2 separate regions of the Rattus norvegicus genome follow, and region 1 is linked to region 2. A link is a contact called in public Hi-C data. All regions are on one chromosome and are shown on one strand. Each heading gives the region's core, a stretch centred on a gene start, on an enhancer-like site or on the middle of the called end of the contact. The rest is flanking DNA. Distances are from core to core; before and after follow the strand shown. Region 1 overlaps LOC120096251 (a long non-coding RNA gene). Region 2 overlaps Prelp (proline and arginine rich end leucine rich repeat protein).

What was found. A called contact is a pair of places that touch in the nucleus more often than the background predicts.
Region 1: a Hi-C map of liver shows a contact between it and region 2, with 5 times the contacts expected there. The contact joins two enhancer-like sites. A contact is called at or near these places in 12 of 12 Hi-C or Micro-C datasets (the A7r5 cell line, the Rat2 cell line, Schwann cells and 7 more) and 1 of 1 datasets of contacts at active chromatin or transcription factors (oligodendrocytes).

The regions. Positions count from the first base shown.
Region 1 is chr13:48,061,025-48,066,538 of GRCr8, forward strand. LOC120096251 (a long non-coding RNA gene) reads right to left here. Exons shown (of 2, transcript XR_005492457.2): 2 at 1-5,514. Among named protein-coding and RNA genes, the nearest start is that of Fmod, 18 kb to the left of the region's middle. Within about 2 kb of position 1,792, at least 5 of the 93 cell types and tissues checked have an H3K27ac peak or open chromatin away from gene starts, as enhancers often do. A contact at or near this core is called in liver, where this site is marked.
Region 2 is chr13:47,922,742-47,928,762 of GRCr8, forward strand. It overlaps Prelp (proline and arginine rich end leucine rich repeat protein), which reads right to left. Exons shown (of 3, transcript NM_053385.1): 2 at 2,381-3,354; 3 at 1-214. The coding sequence starts at 3,338. The coding sequence ends at 39. Among named protein-coding and RNA genes, the nearest start is that of Prelp, 6.6 kb to the right of the region's middle. Within about 2 kb of position 3,985, at least 20 of the 93 cell types and tissues checked have an H3K27ac peak or open chromatin away from gene starts, as enhancers often do. A contact at or near this core is called in liver, where this site is marked.

The sequences.
Region 1 (5,514 bases), core at 542-3,041, 140 kb after region 2:
AAGGAACTATGCCCCTACTCAGCAGGAAATAGTATAAAGAGACCTAAGTCCCCTTCCCCTCTAACCTACCTGCTGTTGAGCCTTTGGAAGGGATTGGAGTGGAGAAGGATGATAGATATAAAAAACAATAAAATAGACTAAAAACAAATACACCTACACTGCCGGAATTCTCTCTTTCAGACTTGAGTAGCCAGACTCTTAACTACCACCCTACTAAGGGCAGCGGCTCTATAGTCTCGCTGTTTTGTCTTTGGCCACAAGGGGGCAGTGTCTCTCATCACATGGTCAGACTCCAGAGCCTTTCAAAGGCTACCATGACAGCTAGATTTCTCCAAGTGTTCTTCTAATCCAGCCGTTCTCCATTCCGCTCCTTAATAGTAGCAAAATGACAGCTGCTAATTTGTAGTGAGGTAGCACCGAAAATAATGTGAGGGTTGGAAGTCACCACAACATGAGGAACTGTATTAAAGGGTCACAACATTAAGGTGGAGAACCACTGTCACCAGAAGACCCAGTGACACCAGGTGCCTTTTGTGCTGGCCAAAGCAGGTGAGGCCTATGGGACCCTGCTCAGAATCTTGTTCTGTTTGTGTATTGCTTTGTTTTGAAACAGTCTTGCTATGCTTCCCAGACCCGCCTTGAACTCCTGGCTTAAATAACCCTCTTGCCTCACCATCCTGAGTAGGTAGGATTACAGGGACCACTATGCTCAGCTTTTCAGACTGCTGGCTTGGCTGTCTGATTTGAACAGCATCTCACATGCAGCCCAGGCTAGTTCAGTAATTAAACAAGTTACTGTGATACGAAAATGTAAAACATAAAATTTATATATCATGTATATATTTCTTCATTACTACAATTAACGAAATCCCTCTAGAGGCTTATTGACTAAAGTTAATTCAAAGTGTTGCTAATGCAAAAGGCATGTTGAGGTCTTTTCAATAAATGCAACGTAATATAAAAACATCTATGCTCTCAAGCCAAGTATTGCGACGTACACCCATAGGCCAAGCACTTGGAAGATAGACCATGATGATCAGATCAAGGCCAACCTGGGCTACAAGAGGCCCAGTCTCAAAATAACAAAACTGAAATCTAGGACTTCAGGGGGAAATGGAAGGAGCCTCGAGGGCTGCCGTGTCTGTGGCCTTCGGAAGTGAAGGCGGTGGTGAATTTTGGTTAGCCGCACGCCAACGGAAGATCTGTCTTCTGGTGCAAATGCACAGACCTGATTATCTAGGGGGTTCAGGAAAAGACAGGTCAGAGCACAGGAAGAATGCTAGAAGGAAGCACCAGGCATGGATCGTCCCTCTCTGGGGGCACAGCTCAGTCACAGCCAGCTCCTGAGCAAGGCTGCTGGGGAAGGAGCCGTGAAGCTCTCAGGGTCTTTGTAGAGGTAGGTAGGGACTCAGACTCATTTTCGTCTTAACAATGTAAAAGATACTGCTCATTCTGAAACTCACAAGGCAGTTTGATAAAAACACCAAATAAAGTACCAAATATTATTTCTCCTTTCTCCCCCTCCCCTTCCCCTCCTCTTCCTCCTCCTCTTCCTCCTCTTCTTCCTCCTCTTCTTCCTCCTCTTCTTCCTCCTCTTCTTCCTCCTCTTCTTCCTCCTCCCCCTCCTCCTCATCATCCAGGAGGAGGAGGACCAGTGTGACTAAGGAAGCAGCAGGAGTGGCCTGAATGTTCTCCTTTATTTTGTGACTAAGCCACTCTACTATGCTCCCAGGCACTGACTCCACCGCTAAAGTGCCATCAGGAAACTAATGGTCCCATGTGGACCTCAGACTTTCCCAGAAGGTTCCACCTCAGTCATACAGGCGGGAGCTAATAAACGTGACTTCAGCAGCCAGTTGAGACCCTGGGTATCTCAAGTCCCCAAGTTGTGCTCACGGGAACCCAACACTTGCTCAATTATGCAGTTGCACAAGCTTTGACTCCTGAAAACCAGCTCATGCCCTAAGGTCAAAGCCTACACCAGAAGCAAGTAGGGCTGCCTTGCTGACGGAAGCCAGGCTTTACTGAAGCACAGCCCTGAGAGCAGAGGAAGGGAGAACCTACAGGCAAATGGCTAGGAAGGACAAAGGGCCCAGCAGCCACACCCAGCCACACTGGGCCCCAACAGGAATTGCAAACGCTGACGACAAATGATCTGTTTCCACCCAAGTCTGGGCTGCTGTTGGGCACACTGTACGAACAAAGGGCACGATTCCACTGGAGACTAGAAAATGGGTCAGAGTCCCTGACTGAGCAAGGAGGAAACCTGAACGGCAAACCCTGAATCTTCATAAGTCGACAAGAATTAGCAGCAGCCTTGACTCCAGTCTATCCCAACAAACCCCGCCCCTCCTTCCCAGGTGTCTCGCACTGAGCCTTGGGTCTTGATGAGATTAGGCTCTGGAGACAGGATGAGACAACAGGGGAGTGCCACGGGCTTCAGGCTTAGCCCGCAGTTTTAGGAAGAGATAATAGCCAACCATAGCCAGATACTCAGAGGGTGTGACTAAGGTTGTTGCATAGAAAGATCCAGAAAGCCCAAGCTCCCCCAACAGAACTGGACATAACAAGGCTCCAGGGCACACAGCTCCATGCCTAGTAATAAAGGTATGTCAGGAGCAGAGGACTTTGGACAACATAGAAGTGGAACCAGTGCAACCCGGAAGCAGCCACAAAGTCATGTCCATGAAGATCACGGTGCAGCCCTCCAACCCCCCTCCCCCACCCCGCCCCCAACGCCGAGGCCCTCACGCTGGATCGACACTGCAGAGAACTGTGCGCTGCTTCCGCATGGAGTCCAGCTACCGCTGCCTCTACTCTCCACCTCACCAGCACAGGTTCCATGAGGCCTTTGCTCTCTCACGTCACCAACTCTGAAGTCTAGATCAGCCTAGCAAGACGGACTCCCATGCTGGTTCTCCAGAAGCAACCGAGATCGCAAAGTTAGCAGCTGCTGATCTCACTTAGAGCCGGCTCTGTCTCTCATGGTGGGAAGTCTCCATAATAAAGAAACGGCTCTGAGCGGTCAAACACACCACACGGCAGAGTTTATTTTTTCAGGAAATCTGTGGAATGGGGGTTGTGAGGTACCACCCCAAGGGCTGAGTAAGAGACACCACCAGGATGTAGAGAATCCTTATGGGAACGGGGACTGTCACCTACAAATTCCTGCCTCCTTGTAGTGCAAAAGTAATGGCTTCTGGTGGGAGCTGTGCCCTGCTTTGAGGCTGATTTCAAACGCTCATCACTGTTCATCTCCCACGGCTGGCCTGACAAAGCCTCAACAAATGCGGCGGTCTGGCAATTTTTAGAATCTATTATTCTCTTGTTTATTCGGGAGGCCAAAAGTACACAATGTGCTTTCAGAGCTCTGCTTTTTTCTGAAGGTCTTAGAAACCATCTTGCTTGCCTCTTCTGGTTCCTGGCAGGTCCCGACAGTGCTTGGTTTGCAGCCCTGTCACTTCCATCTCTCTGCTGTCCCCATGTCCATCTGGTGTCTTCTATTGGTCCCTCTGGTAATCTCTTCTAAGACATGGGGCATAGCTTTAAGGACCTCCCTGATTCAGTATGCTCTCATCCTAGACTTTTGGTAATTACATTTGCGAAGAGAATGCCTCCAGATGAGCTCACGCTCTAATGGTCTGGGTGACCGTGGACACGGAGTCAGGTGGTATGCATCCCATGACACCATCCAACAAGAGCTTTCCTAAGGAGGGCTGAAAGATCTTCGAGGGGGATTTTATGCATATGTTCCACAAAAACTCAGGCAACCTTCTGCTGGGTGACAACAAAAGATAGTTAAAATGAACATTATATAACCGAAAGCCCCCTTCTGGGTTCGTGTGAACGGAGGATGAGCACATGTCCTTGAACCTACATCCTTCTCTTTTCATTAATGATATATTTCCCCAAAACATACACTGAAGCCTGGCGATCAATGTAACCAGCACCATGAATCCACCATTCAGGTTTAGTGCATGCGAACATCACTTCGAAGTTGCTTCCTCTAAATGGAACTGCACCTGAAGTCTCCTGCTCTCCACCCTCTCGGGAGGCAAGGTCTCTCTAGTCCACCTTTGCCTTCTAGTTTAACTTTATGATAGTGAGAGAGCAGTGCACTGTCCGTAGATAGCGCACTTTAGAACTTTCTATCTTTTCCCAGCCATGACATGCAGGACGCTCGCTGTGCTCTGAGCCAGGAAGCCTTAGGTCCATTGAGCTTTCAACTTCTGGCTGGTTTATTAGGTTGGGTTGTATCATCAGCCAATGAGGGCCCGGGCTTTTATTGCATATTTATAGATCTCAAACTGGCTAGAGTTGTTCGTGCCGATTAGCACCAGAGTCTAAACGGCCGATCTAATTGGCTACCCAGGTTGTGTCTTTAAACTGTACAATGGCTTCACACAATGTCTGTAATTGACTTCTCCCCACAGAACAATATGTGGTCAAGGTTTATCCACATCGATGCTTGAAGCTCCTATTCCTCCCTCCTAACCACTGTATCCTTATCTGTCTGCTGTCTTATTGAAGGGCAGCTGTTCTCAGTGCATTACTGTTTGTCCTTGGGTTTGGGTCCCTCCAGGGTATCCCCCTCCCGACCCAGTGAACACCATCAAAGTATCTTGAGTTGCCAAATGTTCCTTGGAAGGCAAAGGCACTAGTTAAGACGTCTACAGCTGGGAGGAAGGCAGTGCTTGCTGCTTTAAAGTAAGTGGTGCTCTCTTTAAAGTAAGAGTCCCGGGGGGTTGGGAATTTAGCTCAGCGGTAGAGCGCTTGCCTAGCGGGTGCAAGGCCCTGGGTTCGGTCCCCAGCTCTGAAAAAGGGGGAAAAAAGACCCTGGGGATAAAGTAAGAGTCCCTGGGAACGCCCTGTCTGGACATCTTCCCAATGTCAAATGCTGCTTCAAAACAATGGGTTGCCCATCGTTGCCAAGATGGGTGTGAGTTGGTATTAATTTTTCTTTTACTTAAAACGTCTCATCTTTCATTTAAAAAAAATCACCCTAGTGTATCCTCATCACTGATGTGAAGTCTTTGCTATTCCGCCTCTCTCTGGGGTTGCCAAAGCCGGTGCCCAACAGAGCACTGGTCAACCAAACAGCTCCTCTACCCCAGCCAAGACTTGCTCCCACCCACCGAGAAAGCCACGCCTCCTTCTCTGTGCTGTGAGGAAAGCTCAGTGGCTTGCACCTTTTCTAGTGACCTGTCCTTGAGGGGTGTACAATTAGAAGGGCACGTCAACACTCTTTCTTTTGTGGAAGGGAGAAGTGATGACCCTTCTTTGACACTGGGAGAGGGACAGTAGCACCCTAGTGTCCAACCCAGGGCCACCTGAGAGCAACTGCAATGATCATGACAGCGTTAGTGGACAGCGGGGGACAGGCAGGTGCAGATGAGCCAACACTGGAAACAGGTATCTGCATTGTCACAGAAAGAGGGCAGACTCACAGGTGAGCCCATGCTCAGCTGACAGAGAGGCAGAGGACTGTGATGCTTAGAGTGGGGCCTGTCCCCT
Region 2 (6,021 bases), core at 2,735-5,234:
TCAAGTGCTGTCAGAGGAGGTCCAGCTCTGGGCACAGCCTAGATAACCACAGACTGCAGGAGGCGGAAGCACATCATGAGGTCCAACGGGATGGGTGGCTTCAGGAAATTCCCATCCAGCCGCAGGTAGCGCAGGTGTGGCACGTTTTCCAGATCCGAGGAGAAGTCATGGAAGGCCACTAGGTTGCTGGGGCAAATCTGGGTCCCATTGATCTCTATGGAGGAAGAAGGGGGAGAAGTCAGCCACAGAGGAACGGGCAGCACCGGAGAGGAGAAAGGGGATGATGGCCAAGAGTGTGGACTCTACCATCTTCTTCTCTGGACAGGGTGACTCTGGGAAGGAAGGTGTGACTGCAGATCACCTAGTGTCCAGAGCCAACCTATTCATTTGTAAAATGATTTCAGTTGGGGATGACTGTCAAAGTGGTGATTTCCTACAGGAATGGTTTATTCAAGGACTAAACAGTTGTATGCTTCTTTCTCTGAGCCTTTCTGCCGATGCTCTCAGAGCCAATTTTACTCCCTTGGCTGACCTTGAACTCCCTGTCCTCTTGCCTCAGTCATTACAAACACCATACCCAGTTGACAGTTTTGTTGTTTGTTTTTTTGTGAGACAAAATCTCATAGAGTCCAAGATTGCTTCAGTTCTGATTCTCCTGCCTCCACCCCTCAAGTGCTGGGGTTCCACATATGTACCACCATGTCTGGCCTGACCCTTGACTGAAGCAACACTGAGCTCCAGCCTCATGTCCTGGGCTACAGTTGAACTCAGGACTCTGTGAATGTTCCTTAGGGAAACTGTCCTGGCTGAACATTGCAACCTTCCACTAGAACCAGAGAGCAGATAGACAGTTTTAGCAGTGCTATACCCTGATTACATAGCTGCCTCTCCGAGTCCCCTTCACAGACTTTTTAAAGACCAACACTCAGATTTGGGAAGTCCTTTGCTATGGCTGCTGCTGGCTTCTTTTGTTAGGAGAATAGCTGGCAGTATTTCTGGGTCTGTTTTATCTACAGGTCCACCAGCCAGAAAGCTGATGCTGATGGGACGGGATGGAGAAAGAAAACCTCATGCCTTTCAAGCGTGGTGTTGAGCACACTCTATCCATACGCGATTAAGTCATCCTGCCAATTCTGTGTCAGGAGATAGCATTACCATCCTCATTTTACAGGTAAGGAGACATTCCGTATGGGTCTGGTATCTTTTCAAGGTTACTCGCATGCAGAAAATAGTGAGACCGCAGTCCAAACTAGTAGGATTTCTTTCTCCTTTTCTTCAATGCTAAGGATGGAACGTAAGGTCTTATGTACTTGTTAGAAAGGCTTCTAGACTGGGTGGTGTGGAGAACTTGGGAGGCAGAGGCAGGTGGATCTGTGGACTACAGATTGAGTTCCAGGTCAGTCTTGGCGACACAAACCCAATCTAAAAGAAGGAAGAGGAAGAGGGGAGTGAAAGGGGAGGAGGGAGAAGAGGAGGGGAGGGAGAAGGGAAGAGGAAGGAGGAGGGAGAGGAGAAAGAAGAGGAGGAAGAGGAGGGGAGGGAGAAGGGAAAAGGAAGGAGGAGGGAGAGGAGGAAGAGGAGGGGAGGGAGAAGGGAAGAGGAAGGAGGAGGGAGAGGAGGAAGAGGAGGAAGAAGAGGAGGGGAGGGAGAAGGGAAGAGGAAGGAGGAGGGAGAGGAGGAAGAGGAGGAAGAGGAGGGGAGGGAGAAGGGAAGAGGAAGGAGGAGGGAGAGGAGGAAGAAGAGGAGGAAGAGGAGGGGAGGGAGAAGGGAAGAGGAAGGAGGAGGGAGAGGAGGAAGAAGAGGAGGAAGAGGAGGGGAGGGAGAAGGGAAAAGGAAGGAGGAGGGAGAGGAGGAACAGGAGGAAGAAGAGGAGGGGAGGGAGAAGGAAAGAGGAAGGAGGAGGGAGAGGAGGAAGAAGAGGAGGGGAGGGAGAAGGGAATAGGAAGGAGGAGGGAGAGGAGGAAGAGGAGGGGAGGGAGAAGGGAAGAGGAAGGAGGAGGGAGAGGAGGAAGAGGAGGGGAGGGAGAAAGGAAGAGGAAGGAGGAGGGAGAGGAGGAAGAGGAGGGGAGGGAGAAGGGAAGAGGAAGGAGGGGGGAGAGGAGGAATAGGAGGGGAGGGAGAAGGGAAGAGGAAGGAGGAGGGAGAGGAGGAAGAGGAGGGGAGGGAGAAGGGAAGAGGAAGGAGGAGGGAGAGGGGGAAGAGGAGGGGAGGGAGAAGGGAAGAGGAAGGAGGAGGGAGAGGAGGAAGAGGAGGAGGAAGAGGAGGAAGAGGAGGAGGAGACCGCTACACCAGTGTCCCAGTAGCTGCTTCTTGTAACCCCGCTGTGGTGTTCCTGAGAAAGTTTGCCCTAGCCCCTACCCCATGATACCCCTCAACTCACTCTCTATGCTATTGTTGTTGAGGTACAGGTGTTCCAGCTTGTTGCTGATGGCCGGCACATTGCTGATCTTGTTGTGTGACAAGTGGAGCACCAGCAAGTTGGAGATGTTGAAGGAGTTCTTGGGGAGCCCTCGATCCGACAGCTTGTTGTAGTTCATGCGGATGAAGGCAAGGTTGGGGAAGTCCTTGAAGTATCCGCTGGGAATGGTCTCGATCTTATTGCTGTCCAGGTAGAGCTGGTGAATGGCCGGGGGCACCTTGGGGGGCATCCTTCTCAGGATGTTGTGGGCCAGATTGAGTTGCATGAGGTTCTTGAGGCCCTGGAAGGTGTCGGCTTTGAAGACTCCGTCGCTCAGCCTATTGTGCTGCAGATCCAGAAGCAGAAGGTTCTCAAGCTTGCTGAATACTCCGGGCGGGATCCTGGAGATGAGGTTCTGGCTTAGCCTCAGCTGTTCCAGGTTCCGGGGCAGAGCTGATGGCACCTCTTCCAGCTGGTTCTTGTCCATGTAGAGGAATGCCAGGCCAGGGAGCTTCTCCAGCACTCTCTGGTCCACCTTGCGAATGCGGTTGTTGTCCAGGTTGATCCACCTGAGGCCTGTGGCATTTTTGAAAGATTCTACGGGGAGCTCGGTGATGAAGTTGTTCTGCAGATAAAGGTAGTGAATTCGGGGTGGGATGATTGGGACCTTGCGAAGGTTTCGGCTGTCACAGTAGAGGGCTGATGGGAAGTCAGGCGGGCAGTAGCATTCCCGTGGACAGTCAGGGAAGACAGATGGAGGGCCAGGAGGAAGGGGTGGAGGCAGGTCTGTGGGCTCTGCTGGCTCGTGGGGCTGAGGAAAGCTGGGTGTGGGCCTTGGCTTGGGTTTACGCCTAATCCCAGGTTTTGGTCTTGGCTGGCCTTGGGCCACTGAGGCCAAGATGAGGAGAAGTGGAAGGAACCAGAAGAAGGATGCCCTCATGATCCAGGTGATGTACCTGCAGGAAGGAAACTGGGAGAAATTAGCCTCTCGTGGAAAGGGGCATGTTTGTAGAAAGCACAAGATGCTGGGAACCAGGGGTCTTGAGGCATGTTGGAAACCCTTGGCGGGGGTGGGTAGGTGGGGGAGAGCTGGAGGGGGTGCTCTCTCTAGCAATCATATGATAAGACCATCACGGCTCTTGTAAGGAGAGTGCTTAAGGTCTGCCAGGAGTGGCAGGGGATGCTAGGATATGGCCCAGAGTCCTAAGCAATGGATCGGGAAGATTCCATACAAATCCCACATTCTCAAACGGTGCCTACATTCCTGTGCACCCTCTGAGGAGGTACACTGAGAAGGGGCCCCCAAGGTGACTCTTGTGTTGGCTTGAGGAGCATTAAATCTGTTATAGACAGAGATAGAAATACTGAGAGAGGTAAAACACACACACACACACACACACACACACACACACACACACACACGAGGGTGGTTAGACAAAGCATTTGAAGAAAAGAGGAAAACATTTCATTGCTATAAATGGTCTGCAATCCACCCACCATGTCCAGCCCCCACTGTGTTTGGGGTGGAGGGGGGTGGCTTGAGGAAGCCAGGAGACTGTTTGACAGTGAGCACAGAACAAAAAATGCAGGAGGTGTCCTGGAAAGGAACCACTCAGATACCAGTGTTCACCCACTCACCCTTGCACTGTCCTCTCCCCTGCACTTGGCTCAGGGATTGCTGGTCTTTGCCAGCACAAACTGTGCCAAGAATTCTTCCCCAGATGTAGAGGCCCTTGGGAAAATAAACAGGAAAGGAATAAAAGACCCGGGGAAACGCTTTCCTTTCTTTGGACCTGGTATTGTCACTCTGTATAACCTTGGAACTGATGTTAGAATGGGGAGTCAGGAAGAACTTCCTTGTAGCCGATGGCAACTCTGAGATCAAGAGCTGAAGACCTTCGTTGGGTGGCTCTGCTGACCGGTGGAGTGGGAGCTAAGTTGAAAAGTCCAGCCTAGCTGGAGGGCCCACTCCCCTCGCCAGCCTGGGGTAGGACGGGCCCAGGGAGAGGGTGCCCGTACTTGATCTCTTCAGCTCCCCTCCCCGATACTTCCCACATGGCATCCGTCGCTCACTTCACATCTTCCCCACTACCATAGCTCTCAGCGTGCAGGGTGTGCTGCAGTGTGTCCCTAGCTTGTCCTTGAACCCTGTGATCACAGCCTCCATTCCCCACCTCTCCTCTGAGCCCATATTTATGTCAAATCTCCCTTTGCTTTTCCAAGGAACTATCTTCTGCTCGCTTTGGTCAAAGGAAAGGAAAGGGTGGTGGGATCCCCAAGTTGTTCAGGTGGAGCCGAGTGTGACAGACAACAGGCGAGCTGGAAGAGCTCATTCCTAATGGGCATAACTTAACTGTGCCTGCCTAACCATATATGCTCATTACACACACACACACACACACACACACACACACACACACACACACACCCATCAAACACACATACATGCCCATCACACACACATACACATCACACACACATGCCCATCACACACACACATACACACACATACACACCACACACACACAGTCATGCCCATCACACACACACACACACACACACACACACACACACACACACACACCCCTCCCTCTTTTTCTAGCCCATATCAGTCTGTACACATACTCGATGAGCAGACTCACATTCTCAGGGCCCTGTGTGACTGTGTGAGCTTTGTGTGTCAGTCTAGGTGGGAAGGAGGGTAGAACAGAGAAGGTGGAGCCCTATCCTGCCCGATATTTCTCTCTCCTGTCTGAGGTGGTTTCTCTTTGGACAGCCTCTAAGAAGTTCATTTCCCCTGGGCCTTTGGTGACACGGGACCTGCACTTAGGGTCTTGGTTTATCTGAAGTACGGCTTCTCTGAAAGGACTAAGAAGACAGCAGGTCCCTTGCAGACTTGAACTTGAGCCCTGCTGCTCATCCTCCTATCGCTCTGTAACTGGTGTGTTGTGGATTAGCATTTTAATAAGGCTTTTAATTTCCTTGAAAATAGAACAGTCACATTACATAGGAACGAAGAGGGCAAAGCATTACTATTCCAAAAGACGTTTTAACAGCACCAGTCTTTATGACTGATTTGTTTTCTCTTGTTGTTCTTTTTTAATCTCTTTGTTTATAAGTTACCCAGAAGTCTGTAGGCAAAATTACTACCCACTCATGCTGTGAGAGACCTTGCTCCAAGGCCAAAATTAGGCTTGACAGAAATTTCTGGGTTTGCTTTGCTGCCCTTGGTGCCCAGAGCACTTCCAAGGTGAAGTAATGGCCACGGAGTTAGCCAAACAAAAGCTTTCTGGGGCATCCAACAGGGCCTTGCCTGTGTGGGCTCTGATGCGGGGGATAGGGGTGGATCTCGGTTGTCTATGTGCTGGGCAACCTGGGCTCCACTGCCATGGCTATCCCAATGGGAAGGCTACTCGGTTCTACCTGCCTGTCTCAGACATGGGGTCCCCAGGCCTCCTTCTTCCTCATGCCTGGGCCAGACTCTGAGAACCCTTATCTTCCCATTAGTCCTTTGGACCCTTTCTTCAGGAACTCAGGGATAGCCATGCTCCACCCACAGTCCCAGAAGCCCCCTCCCCACCAAACGAGCCCCCGTGAATCTGAAGCGGGGACTTTCACTAGGA